2 separate regions of the Sus scrofa genome follow, and region 2 is linked to region 1. A link is a contact called in public Hi-C data. All regions are on one chromosome and are shown on one strand. The core of a region is the stretch at or near the end of the contact, and the rest is flanking DNA. Distances in the headings are between cores, read along the strand shown.

The links. Hi-C and Micro-C count contacts between places; a contact is called where the count stands out from the background.
Region 2: a Hi-C map of liver shows a contact between it and region 1, with 4 times the contacts expected there. The contact joins the promoter of GCHFR here to the promoter of DNAJC17 in region 1. A contact is called at or near these places in 1 of 5 promoter capture datasets (fetal skeletal muscle) and 4 of 47 Hi-C or Micro-C datasets (heart right ventricle, liver and skeletal muscle).

Annotation. Positions count from the first base shown.
Region 1 is chr1:130,515,014-130,521,879 of Sscrofa11.1, forward strand. It overlaps DNAJC17 (dnaJ homolog subfamily C member 17), which reads left to right and starts at 1,712. Exons shown (of 11, transcript XM_001929383.4): 1 at 1,712-1,902. The coding sequence starts at 1,825. It overlaps ZFYVE19 (abscission/NoCut checkpoint regulator), which reads right to left and starts at 2,930. Exons shown (of 12, transcript XM_001929402.5): 1 at 1,850-2,930; 2 at 1,398-1,474; 3 at 35-156. The coding sequence starts at 1,451.
Region 2 is chr1:130,560,349-130,567,140 of Sscrofa11.1, forward strand. GCHFR (GTP cyclohydrolase I feedback regulator) reads right to left here and starts at 3,250. Exons shown (of 3, transcript NM_001243443.1): 1 at 3,105-3,250; 2 at 818-912. The coding sequence starts at 3,140.

The sequences.
Region 1 (6,866 bases), core at 462-2,961:
CTTGGCTGAACCCTCACCTGTGTTGGTTTCTCACCTGGTCAGGACCTCATGGCACTGCTTGCAGACTTTCTGTTGCGTGTTTCCAGCCCGGGGCACCACTGCACTGAAGCTAAGGCAGCCGGAACAGAACGCCCGGCCACAGTTCTTACAGCCGTACTACAAGAAACATGAAGCAGGGGGTCCACCTCTCACTCCCCCCTGCAGGCTCCTCCCTGGAACTCTCTGAACACACACACAGAACAGGCACTGAAACTGTAACCAGCTGCTGAGAGGAGAGGAGTGGGGCCCCTAAGGCCTGGGGAGAGACAGGGGTGGAGGGTAAAGCAATTCCTCAGTCTCCAGTCTTCCATTCAAATCAGGTAAAGCTTCATGCAAAATTCTCATGCTTTCTCCTCTAATTCCCTGACATTGGGGTGCAGAAGACAAACAGGCAAAAGACCATGCTTCAGGTCACTGACTCTTCAGCAAAGGAGCAATAAAGTGCAGAGTCCATGCCTTCTCTGCTCTAGCAGAGATGGAGGGCGGCTTGACTAGGATGGGATGGTAACAAAAGCCTCCATTATTAAGCACCTATTGTGTGCCAGGCTCTAAGCTCAGTACTCAACGTTCATCACATAATTTAATTCTGACAATTTACACACACTATCTTACTTAATCCTGATGATCACCATTCTTATTCTATTGGGATAATAGGAAGGGATCAGCAAAGTTACATGACTTGTCCAAAGCAAGTTCACCCCATGAATGACAGCAGAGCTCAAATTTGAATTCTGATCACTTTGACTCCAAAACCCAGGTTTCTGAGGGCCACACGGATCTACTTCACCACCTGCTATTCATTCATCCTATCTGGTCGCAATGGAGGCAGAGAAAGCCTGCAGTTTACCAGAGGAACTTGACAGGTCAGTGCTGAGGACAAGTGAGATTCTGCCATGGTGCCCTGGGGGCAGAAGATAAGGTGGTAATCTAACTCAAGAAAGCAGGGAAGGCTGCTTGATGGTGAAGGTTTCAGAGCAGAGAAAAAAAACGGGCATGGTGTGATGGAGAGGTCAGTCACAGAGCATTAACTAAAGTCCAGGCTTCAGATGGGTAGGCTAGAGAGAAGGAAACAGCTGAACCCTACACTTGGTGGACAGAAAAACCTAGCTTTCCAAAAATGACAGGGGTTCGCTTCACAGTTTACAAAGAACTATCACCTCCTGGACCTCACTGGACCCTCGCATCAACCCCAACGGAGTGTTAACTTCATTCTACAGAAACGGAAACTGAAGCTGAGTGGCTTCATCAAAATCAGACAGGTGGAAATTTTCCGTAAAACCAAGAATGCAAGTCCTATGCATTTCCCTCCTCTCTGCGTCCTCCTTGGCCCTCTAGACCCCCGGGGAGAGAAGACTCGCCTCCTTTTTGAAGATGGTGAACTTGACAGCGCAGCCGTAGCACCTACTCTCCATCCTGGTTCCCGGCGTAACAGGGTCTGCAGAGTTGATTTCTTGTGAGTCAGGTCCAGAAGCCCTAGGACCTTCGCCCAGCCCCGCCCCTGCTTCCCCACGCCCACTTGCGCGCGAGAGCCAAGGCCTCGGAGCAAGGAATTACGACAGTCACCCCTGCGGGAGAGCAGTAGTGGCGTGCGCGGACGCTGCTGGGAGTCGTAGTTCTTTCACCCCTGCCAACTTCTCTCAGAGGCAGTCAAGCCTGGCTGGCCCAGATCACGACATTTCCCAGGGGGCTAAGCGCCATTCAGCTGGCTTGGGATCCAACTGTCCCCGGTCCCGACACGCTTAGACTCCTGGGAGTTGTAGTACTAATCCAGTCAGGATTGGAACCATGGCGGTGACCAAAGAGCTCTTACAGATGGATCTGTACGCGCTGCTAGGTATCGGGGAGAAGGCGGCGGACAAAGAGGTGAGAACTGGAGCGAGGAGGGCCGTTCCCGAGCGACCTGGCGACTCTTCCGGTCTTGGCCTCTCTCCCGAGGCTGGCACCACCAGCTTTCCAGGTTCGACCCGGCCCTGGGTGTTTGGCAACGAGGGGTCGGCCCGACGGCCTCAGAAGCGGGTTCCGAGACCTTTCCTAGTGGTCTGAGGACTTCATGAGGAAGAGAGAGCACAGGAAGGAGGTTCTTTGAGTGGAGTACGGTACTGACGTCTCCCCGTGGCCCTTGTCTAAAGGAGGCGGCATAGCCAGCCAGGCGGGCAATCTTTGCTTCCTCACTGCGCCTGCGCAATGTCAGCTTCTGATTCTGCTACACTGTGCAGACGTGAGTCATTCATTCTCTCCAGCAGGTTGATTTAACTTCGCTTAGAGCCTAGGAGAGGACAGGTCTTAAGGCTTCTCCATTCCCTCTTCATCCCCTCCTTGGCAGTGTGACCTATGACTCTGCCATCTCTGTTTTCTTTTACACCCCAGCCCATTGACTCTTCAAGTAGCAGTTGCTCAGGTGTTGTCCTCTCAGCATGTTCTAATGGGTCAAAAGCAGGATCAGAAGGGTAAGGCAAATGGCCTGGAATTCCACAGGAAGGTGTTGATAAATGCGCGAGAGGAGTTCCCACTGTGGCACAGTGGGTTGAGAATGCCACTGCAGCGGCTCAGGTCGCTGTGGAGGTACGGGTTTGCCTCCAGGCCAGGCACAATGGGATAAAGGATCTGGCGTTGCTGCAGCTGCCCTGGGAGGAACTTCCATATGCTGTGAGTGCAGCCATTAAAAATTAAAATAGGGGAGTTCCCGTGGTGCCTTAGCGGAAACGAATCTAACTAGCATCCATGAGGACGCAGGTTTGATCCCTGGCCTCGCTCAGTGGCTTAAGGATCTGGCGTTGCTGTGGGCTGTGGTATAGTTCACAGATGCAGCTTGGATCTGGCGTTGCTGAGGCTGTGGCATGGACCCCTAGCCTGGGAAATTCTATATGTCATGGGTGTGGCCCTAAAAAAAAAAAAAAGATTAAAAAAGGAAATTTCCATTGTGGCTCAGCAAGTTATGAACCCGAATAGTATCCATGAGAATGAGGGTTGATCCCTGCCTTCCCTCAGCGGATTATGGATCTGGCGTTGCCATGAGCTGTGGTGTAGGTAGCAGGTGCAGCTTAGATTCTGCATTGCTGTTGCTATGGTGTAGGCCAGCAGTTGCAGCTCTGATTCGACCTAGCCTAGGAACTTCCATATGCTGCATGTGCATAAAAAATAAAATAAAAAGCAAAAAATATGTATATAATAATTTTTTATTTATTTTTATTTTTATTTATTTTTTATTTTTTGTCTTTTTGCTATTTCTTTGGGCCGCTTCCGCGGCATATGGAGGTTCCCAGGCTAGGGGTCGAATCGGAGCTGTAGCCACTGGCCTACGCCAGAGCTACAGCAACGCAGGATCTGAGCCGAGTCTGCAACCTACACCACAGCTCACGGCAACGCCAGATCGTTAACCCACTGAGCAAGCGCAGGGACCAAACCCGCAACCTCATGGTTCCTAGTCAGATTCGTTAACCACTGCGCCACGACGGGAACTCCAATAATTTTTTAAAAATATGCCAGAGTGGGACACTGATCAAGCTGCAATTAAGATTTCTACTACTTTCCCCTGGATTGTCATGGTAGTTGTAGCAATGTGGGAAAGGGTGGCAGGTGATTCATCAGATGGAAATTAATGCCTACAAATGCCCATGTACTTTTAGGTGGCTCTGCTCATAGGCTGAGTGAGCTTGTGAGAAGAGGAAGCTCTGGGGCAAAAGAGCAAGGGGACCGATAAGGCCCTTGAGGAGGGTTGCTGTCAGCCTGCACAGAACTGTTTCCTACAGCTACAGCTGAAATTAGAAGTGGGCCATGGGGACATGCATAGAGCACCAAATGCATCTGCTATACCTGTCTCATAAGGCTTACAATTTCACTGTTAATAATTCCTAACACCCATATAATATGTGCTGGACACTATTCTAAGTGTTCTACGTTTGTAAATCTTTAATTAGAGCTTCATTAATAGTGAGAAATTACTGCAGACATTTCACACCAGATCCAACCAGTGTGTTTGAACCTTGAAGTTGAGAACTCCTAAAGAAGGCAGTTGTGAGCCATTAATGTGTGTGTGTGTATATATAATATTTATTTATTTATTTTTGGCCAAACCTGAAGCATATGGAAGTTCCTGGGCTGGAGTTGAATCTGAGCTGCAGCTGTAAACCATGCCATAGCTGTGGCAATGCTGGATCTTTAACCCCCGGTGCCAGCTGGAGATCAAACTGGTGTTGCCCAGAGCCAATGCTAGATCCTTAACCTACTACATCACAGTGGGAACTCCCGCTGATGTATATATTAATCAGAGAAGTGACATAGATTTTAAAGAAATTATTCGGAGTTTCCTGGTGGTGCAGTAGGTTAAGGATCCAGCACTGTCACTGATGTGGCTTTGGTCACTGCTGTGGCGTAAGTTCAGTCCCTGGCCTGGAAATTTCTGTATGCCATAGGCATAGCCAAAAGGAAAAAAAAAATTCAATGTCAGTGTGCAGAAAGGATTGGAGTGGGGGGCAGGTGGAGGAGCTGCTGCTAGGGGATCAGGTGGGAATGTTGTCGACACAAGAGACCAAGGTCTAAGCAGCACAATGAAGTTGGGATCCAGTTTTCACCCAGATGAGATAAGGGATATGTGAGAAGGCACTTCAGAAAAGATAACAGGTGCTGCTCTGGCTTTTTAGTAGGGGATGCAGAACTATAATACAAGGCAGAATATAAGTTCCTTAAGAGGAATACAGATAAAGTGCTGTGCATGTTCAGAGTAGGCTGAGGTTGCTTCTAGTTTGCGAGATGGGGTGAGGGAAATAGAGAAGGCATTTGATGCCTTGAAGAATGGGTAGAGTTTAGATGTGTGGAGATGGAGGGAGGGTATTCTGAGAAAGGGGAGAGTGTGCATAGTCTAATTTGTACGGAGCACAGGCCAAGAAGAAAGGGTATAAGAAGATAAACCTTGAAAAGTAGGTTAGGGAAGTTCCCATTGTGGTGCAGTGAAATGAATCTGACTAGTATCCATGAGGATTCAGGTTTGATCCCTGGCCTGGCTCAGTGGGTTAAGGATCCAGCATTGCCGTCAGCTGTGGCTCAGATCCTGCATTGCTGTGGCTGTGGAGTAGGCCAGCAGCTGCAGCTCCAATTTGACCCCTGGCCTGGGAATTTCCATGTCATGGGTGCAGCCCTAAAAAGCAAAAAAAAAAAAAAAAAAAAAAAGTAGGTTAGGGCCTCTGGGTACACTGATTAGCTCCGTGGTAACACATGCTTTTTGGTAGAGAGCAAAGGATTTAGGGTCTGGAATCCTCTCTTCTTGTTTCAGTGCTTGTCATAGTCTCTAGAGGCACTGGCGGACCAAAAAATATTTAAAGTATATGCAAAGAAGGCCTCCTAAACTTTGATTTTCTGGTCTAGGAGTTCTTATTTTGGGTCCAAAGAAAGATGCCAAGAACTAAGTAAATTTGTGTATTTATTTTGGAGGAGTAGAGGTAATTCTTATCCAAAAAAAGTTATCTAGGTCAACCTTCTGTGTAACTGATGGTGAAACTGAAACTCAGAGCAGGTGGTAGATGACAAAATGGGAACTAGAATCAGATCCCCTGATGCCCAGCCCAGGTTGATCCCCTTCCACTGTGTCCCTCTGGCTGTACAGCTAGTGGTGGTGGGCACCAACACCAAATTCACCTCTCATTCAGACCACTTCTCTGAATCCCCAGTCTGTGTATCCATCTGCCTCTCCATTTGGATGCTTCACAGGAGTCTAAATCTTACTACATCCAAAATGAAATTCTTAATCTTCTCTCTCCGTACTTGCTCCTTCCTTGAACTTCTCCTTCTCAGTAATTGGCACCACCATCCATCCACTTGAGAAGAAACCTGGAGTCATTCTTTTTCTTTCTGGTTTTTTTTTTTTTTTTTTTTTTGGCTTTTTGGGCCGCACCCTAAGCATATGGAATTTCCCAGGCTAGGAGTCTAATTGGAGCTACAGCTGATGGCCACAGCCACAGCAACGCCAGAATCCAAGCCATGTCTGCAACCTACACCGCAGCTCACAGCAATGCCTGATCCTTAACCCACTGCTCAAGGTCAGGGATTGAACATGCGTCTTCATGGATACTAGTTGGGTTTGTTTATGCTGAACCATGACAGGAACTCCTGGAGTCATTCTTCTTTTTTTTTTTTTCTTTTTAGGGCCGAACCCAAGGCATATGGAGGTTCCCAGGCTGGGGATCTAATCCAGGCTACAGCTACCAGCCTACGCCACAGGAACGCCTGAGCCACGTCTGCGACTTACACTACAGCTCACAGCAATGCCAGATCCTTAACCCACTAAGCAAGGCCAGGGATTGAACTTGCAACCTCATGATTCCTAGTTGGATTCATTTCCGCTGTGCCTCGATGGGAACTCCCTGGAGGCATTCTTTTTTTTTTTTTTTTTATTGTCTTTTTGCCTCTTCTAGGGCCACTCCTGCGGCATATGGAGGTTCCCAGGCTAGGGGTCAAATTGGAGCCATAGCCGCCAGCCTATGCCAGAGCCACAGCAATGCGGGATCCGAGCCATGTCTGCGACCTACACCACAGCTCACGGCAACATCGGATCCTTAACCCACTGAGCAAGGCGAGGAATCGAACCCTCAACCTCATGGTTCCTAGTCAGATTCGTTAACCACTGAGCCAGGACGGGAACTCCCTGATTTATAATGTTCTATCAATTTCAGCTGCATAGCAAAGTGACCCAGCTATATATCTATATACATTCTTTTTTTTTTCATATTACCCTCCATTATGTTCTATCACAAGTGATCAGATATAGTTCCCTGGGCTATACATTTGTCATCCATTCCAGATGCATTTGTTTGCATCTACTAGCCCCAAACTCC
Region 2 (6,792 bases), core at 2,000-4,499, 47 kb after region 1:
GCCCCCAAGAGCTCCTTCCTCTGGGTGCCACTCCCTAGCATGGAGAATTCTTGGTTTCCCTTCTTTCAGGGTTAATTGGTTCTAAAGGGCCATTGAGCATATAAAGGGCTGGCCATGTCAGAGACAAAAACCTCCTGGCAAAGGGATGGAGTTGGCTTAAGCCCTCTGACCCTGACCAAGGGGCTGGGACCAGCTTGCCTCCTCCGCCTTCTTTTAACTGGGGGGAACTCTGGCGATTCTTCTCAGGAGTTCGAGCCTGTGTAGCCAGGGTTTTTCCTTCCTACAGGGTAGGAAGGAGCGAGGGACAGAAAAGGAAGCAGCAGGCACTGTTTAGACTTTGGAGCTCTTATGAAGGAGGCCAAGGGATGTGGCCAAGTCCCCAAGCATCAGCTGAAGTGGAAGCAAGACCCATGTTTCTAGGGCTTAGCTTTGTCACTCAACCAGCTCTTCAAGGCAGAGGCCTTTCTCTGTGCCTGTCTTTGCCTCCATGGGGTCTAGCTTAGAAATGAGAGAACAGGGCAAGGAGCAGCCCATTTGGGAGTCCTGTACTCAGGGACCTGGCCTCTGTTCTGGGACTTTGTCCAGGGGTTCTCTTGGGAAGGGAGGGCCAGTGGGAAGACTCTCAGATCAGGCCTGGGGGGTTGTGGGAGAGCGGGCAGATGGAGCCCACCCTACAGAGGACAGAGCCCCAGGATGCAGTCAGAGGGGCCCTGAGGCTGGGCAGTGGCATTGTCCTGGGCTTGGTGGTTGTGTAATAGGAACAAGGGCAGGACTCGGGGCTGGCAGGGAGAAGATCCTTAGGAATACTACTACTTACAAGTTGTTTCCTAGGACACTTCTTTTTGAGGCTCCTAGATGCTGCATCAGTTCTGGATCCGAGTGCTCATCACCCACCATGGTGGGGCCCACCTCCTGCAAGGTAAGCCACAGTGGCTGCTTGGCTGGCTGCCAGATAGAGGTAAATGATCTCACCTCTCCTTCCTCCCCTGCCTGCTGGCTCTGAGCCACCTTCAGTTAAAGGCTGGAGAGGAAGGGAAGGAATCTTGGGTCTAAACACAAGCTGGGAAGGGGTGAAGTCCACCAGTGATGAGACTGAGCAGTGTGGGCTCCCTGTCCCCTCTTAGCTGGGCAATACCTAACTACTGGCACGTTCATGCCAGGCACCATCACCCGTATCTGTGTATCAGAGTCACCTGGAGAATAGAGAAATGAGGACATATGTCCACAGGACAGCTTGCACACAAATGTTCACAGTAGCATTATTCATGATAACCAAAAGGTGAAAACCAAAAGTAATGAACAGTGGATAAATAGAATGTGGTAAAGCAATTCAATGGAATTTTACTTGACAATAAGAAAGAATGAGTACTGGAATTCCCTGATGGCTCAGCAGGCTAATGATCTGCTGCTGTCGCTGCTATGCCTTGGGTTTCAGCTGTGGCACAGGTTTGGTCCCTGGCCCGGAAACTTGTGCATGCCTTGGGAGCAGCCCCCAAAAAATAATGAGTACTGATGCATATGAATGAACCTTAAAAACATCATGTAGGTGAAAGAGACCGCATATTATGACAGAAAGTAAATGAGTGGTTACCTGGGGTTGAGGGGCCCAGGAGCAATGAGGAGTGACAGCTGAGGTACAGGGTGTAGGTACAGGGTTTCTTTTCAAGGTGATGGAAAAGCCTAAAGTTGCCTATGGTGATGGTTGCACAATTCTCAATAAACCAAAACAAAACCCACTGCCATCGAATTGTATACTTTAAATTGGTGAATTCTATGATTATATGTATTTTATGTCAATAAAACTGTTATTTGCCTGAGAATCACTGAGTTCCCAAGCTTCAGGCTTAAAGAGTGCTTCTAGAGGTTTGTCAAGAGACCCAGAAGCATACATTTTAACAACTACACAGCTGACTGGGTTTTTTGTCTGTTTGGTTTTGGGTTTGTTTTTGTTTTTTGTCTTTTTAGGGCAGCACCCAGGGTGTTTGGAGGTTCCCAGGCTAGGAGTCAAATCATAGCTTTAGCTGCCGGCCTACCCCACAGCCACAGCAACACAGGATCTGAGTGGCATCTTCTGCCTACACCACAGCTCACGGCAACATGGGATCATTTTAACCCACTGAGCAAGGCCAGGGATCAAACCTTCGTCCTCGTGGATGCTAGTCTATTCGTTTCTGCTGCCCCACAATGGGAACCCCCTAACTGGTTCTTAAAACACTGTGACACTGCCAAGACCCCTCCTGTCCAATGGTGAGCCCACCTGCTATTTCCTGCATCCCAAGGGAGCTGGGTACTCTCTGATGGACCCTCCAAGCCCTGGGGAGGGAGAGGGCAGAAGAACAAACATCCTGCTGCCCATCTGGGGGACCCAGTCATATTCAGAAACTAATAGGGGATTCCTGGAGCGGCCAGCATCTTCTTTTTTGCAGAGTAAACTGAAAAGGGGCGTGGCTTTTGATGGTGCCTGGTTTTCTTAAACCTCTAACCCCATGGGCTGTCTCTGGTTCTTCTCTTCCTTTCCTAAGGCCTCAGGGAGAGCTTTTCCTGGAAGTGCCTAAGGGTGCAGCTAGTAGCTGTGGGTGAGGTCACTTGGCACAGGTGTTTGAGCATCTTCATCCTTTCCTTTCCCAAACCTCTTTCCCTTGGGTTAGTCCCCACCCCATGCCGCGCATAGCGGTTCTGTGTAGGGCAGTGGATGCTGCACGTGTGAGACCGGAACTTCCTGGGTCCCCCCGGAGTCTCCGATCTCCTGCAGGCAGGTAGGACTGGAGCCGCAGGCGCCTGCAGCTTGCTTGGTGGCGGGGAGGACATGCACCTGGCCCCCTTCGCGGCCTTGAGGCGCCGGGCCGCAGGAGCTCGCAGAGTCCCTGGATCCCGCCTGGGTTCGATCCACAGCCTCCCTCCCCCGCGGGCCGGGGGGCGTGTCCCGGGTAGCTTCCGGGTCCAGCCTTCAGAGGGCATGGCCCTGGATAGAGGCACCAATGTGCGGTCTGCAGCGCCGTCCTGCCCCCCCCCGCCCCCCGGCTCTCTCCCTCCACCCCATGCTCCTGGCCGTGGCCCCGGCCCAACGCCAACTTCCAAGAACAGCGGACAGATAACTAACTCACCATGCGGATCTGGGTGCTGATGAGCAGGTAGGGCATGGTGGGCACGACCCGGCCGGGCTACCTCTCTGCCCTTTAGGCCAGCGCGGACTCCAGCCGCTTGTACTTGGTCTGCAACCCTCCGCCCGGAGTCCGGTTACTCTGGCTGTGGCCTCCGGCGACGCCAATCCCAGAGCGCCTAGTCCGTGACCGCCAGCGGCCGACCAATCAGGAACGTTTGCCCGTGACGCGCCCCGAAGCTCAGCGATTCGGGTCCTGCCCCCTACCCTCCTGCTACGCACTGGGACCCGCCCAGCCAGCTACCTTCTTCCTCAGATCTTCCGGAGACCAGGAGGGGGCTGTGTGTTGGGGAGGCCGCCCCTGCACCCCCGCACTGAAGGCTGGGGTAGCCCGCCGGGCTCGGCTGGCTGGGGGGCCGTGGCGCTCTGCTCGCTAGTTGACTTTGCACTCTGTTACTGCAACGCCTGCAGAGTAACAGGTTCCAAAGTCGTGCTGGTCCCTCCTACCCCCCCACCCCCCCACACCACCACCACCACCCAGTGAAATGGAGCAGGGAGCAAATAGCGACCCTACTGAGGCTTCCTAAGCTCCTGCCTATCCCACCCAGTGACGTTTCTAAAGCATTTAGCGGATCCCCACTTCCTGGCCCCAAGACTGTCTCCTGAGATTCCTTCAGTGCTTCAGCAATTGCTTTGGGTGCACTTACGCATTCCCGCCTCTGACTTTAATTCTTAGTACAGCGGCGGAAGCTTGCACTTCTGTGGCCCTGTAGGTAAATCCGTAAAGGGAACTGAGCGGTTGGCTGAGCTCCAGGCCTGAAGGGACTAAAACTAATGGAATCTGGACCTCAGTTCTCAGAGCTTCCCTCGAATCTGGAGAGACCCGGCACCATGAGCAAGAGATCACAAGGCAACATTTGGGGGAAAAAAAATTTCCTCACACAAGCCACCAAAGAGAGAGCAGCGAGTTTAACTCCCGTTTCCACCCCCTCATCTGGATGTATCAAAATCTGACAGCTCAATTTTTTTTTTTTTTTTTTTTTTTTGCTTTTTTGCCTTTTTAAGGCCGCACCTGCAGCATATGGAGATTCCCAGGCTAGGGGTCTAATCGGAGCTGTAGCCATTGGCCTACGCCAGAGCCACAGCAACGCCAAATCGGAGCTCCGTCTGCAACCCACACCACAGCTCACGGCAACGCTGGATCCTTAACCCACTGAGCAAGGCCAGAGATGGAACCACAACCTCATGATTCCTAGTCGGATTCGCTTCCGCTGCACCACGACAGGAACTCTGGACAGAGCAACATTCTTTATCTGCCTCGTTGTGATTGGTTCTCTAAAAAGCAAAGCCAAATGAAGACAGGCTGTAACCTTCCCTCCCAGGCCCCTGAAAAATCTTCATTTCACCGAAGGACACTCATAGGGCATGCTCAGAACTTTCAGCACAGTGATGGATGTGAAGAGAGGTACAAGGAAAATGGAAAATTGTAATCCTAAAGAATCCTTACTGTTTATTATCCTCTACTCTCTAACCCTATTATCTACCTCCAAGACCAACAGTTTAGCTAGAAAGAAAAGACATGTTTGTGCTCAAAAAAGGATTTGGTAAACTGACAAATGATCAATGCCCAGGACATATAGAGAATGCATGCCAATTAGAAAAAGATAAATGAGTAGAAGAAACATGGGCAAGTGACTCCAGTAGGCACTTTTCAAAAGAGAGAGTGGAAATGACCAACAAACATATAACATGATGTTCAATATCATTAGAAATCCCAGAAATGCCAGTTAAACCCCAATGAGATACTGCTTTACAGATTTCCCAAAAGATAAGAAATCAAAATTTGTAAGCATCATATATTGGGTGAAGATGTCTAACAACTGAAACATTGTTGGGGGGATTCTCTTGTGGTGCAGCAGGTTAAGGATCTGGCATTTTCATGGTAGCAGCTCAGGTCACGGCTGTGGTGCAGTTTCCATTCCTGGCCCAGGAAATTCCATTTGCCTCAGGCATGCCGCTTCTGCCCTCCCTGCCAAAAAAAGAAAAGAAATATTACTGTTAGGATTGCAAATTGTTATAGACTGATACAATCACCTTGGAAAACAAATTGGCATCACCTAATAAAGTTTAAGATATGCATCACTGTGACCTACCAAACCTCTCCTAGATAAACCTAGGAAAACTCACTGACCACAGCACTGTTTGTAATTAGCAAAAAACCCTGGAAATAGTCTTTATGGCCATCAGAAGTGGAATAAGGTTTTTTGTCTTTATATATATATATATATATATATATATATTTTTTTTTTTTTTTTTTTTTTGTCTTTTTAGGGCTGCACCTGAGGCATATGGATGTTCCCAGGCTAGGGGTCTATCGGAGCTGTAGTCGCCAGCCTACGCCAGAGCCACAGCAATGCGGGACCCAGTGGTATCCGAGACCTACACCACAGCTCATAGCAATGCCAGATCCTTAACCCACTGAGCAAGGCCAGGGATCAAACCTGAAACCTCATGGTAACTAGTTGGGCTCATTAACCACTGAGCCACTGCAAGAATTCCTCCTCTTTTTTCTTTGGCTGCACCCACAGCTTGCAGAAGTTCCAGGGCCAGGGATTGTACCTCCGCCACAGCAGTGGCAACACCAGACCCTTAACCTGCTGTGCCACCAGGGAATTCCTAGAGTAAATTTTTGGTTGATTCTTACAATAAAAACTATAGCAATGAAAATGCTGAATGAAACAGTTAATCTTGGAAAAATACAGAATCTGTTTACCTCAAGTTCACAAACTTGCAAAATTAAGTGGTAGATGGTTTTGAGATAAAAACATATACTCAAATTATAAAGGAAAGAAAATGATAAATGTAACATTTAGAGTAATGGTTATCTCTGAAAGAGATGGGATGGAGACAGGCAGTGTTCTTAAAAGACAAAATCAATGTTCTCTTTCATACACTAGGACAAGGGAGCAAAGGATTATGAATGCACTCCTTTTTTTTTTTTCTTTTTTGGCCACTCCATGGCATATGGAGTTCCCCAGGCCAGGATCAGATCTGAGCCTCAGCTGGGCAACACTGGATCCTTTAACCCACTGCACCAGGCAGGGGATCCTATGCTATGCATCCTGTGCTGAAGAGAGAGACATCACCGATCTCATTGTGCCACAGGGAAAACTCCTGTACTCAATTTTTATGCACATATTATAAATATTCTTTTGTAGGAGTTCCCATTGATGTGCAGCAGAAACGAATCCCACTAGGAAACATGAGGTTGCAGGTTCAATCCCTGGCCTTGCTCAGGGAGTTGAGGATCTCGTGCTGCTGTGAGCTGTGGTGTGGGTCGCAGACACCGTTCATATCTGATGTTGCTGTGGCTGTGGTGTAGGCTGGAGGCTGTAGATTTGACCCCTAGCCTGGGAACCTCCATATGCCACAGGTGCGGCCCTGGAAAGCAAAAAATAAGTAAGTAAATAAATAAATATTCTTTTGTAGCCATTAGGTATTTTATAAGATTTTTTTTTCTTTTTTAGTGTCAAGTACCTTAGAGGTTAGACACAAGAGGTAAGGCCATCATAAAGGCATATGCTGTCTCTCTTAAAAGAGCCAGGCACATGAGGCTCTCATGTTCTAGGCAGAGAGCAGGACAGGGGCTCAGGGTCTACTCTGCTCTCTTCTCTCAGGCTGGGCTGTGGATG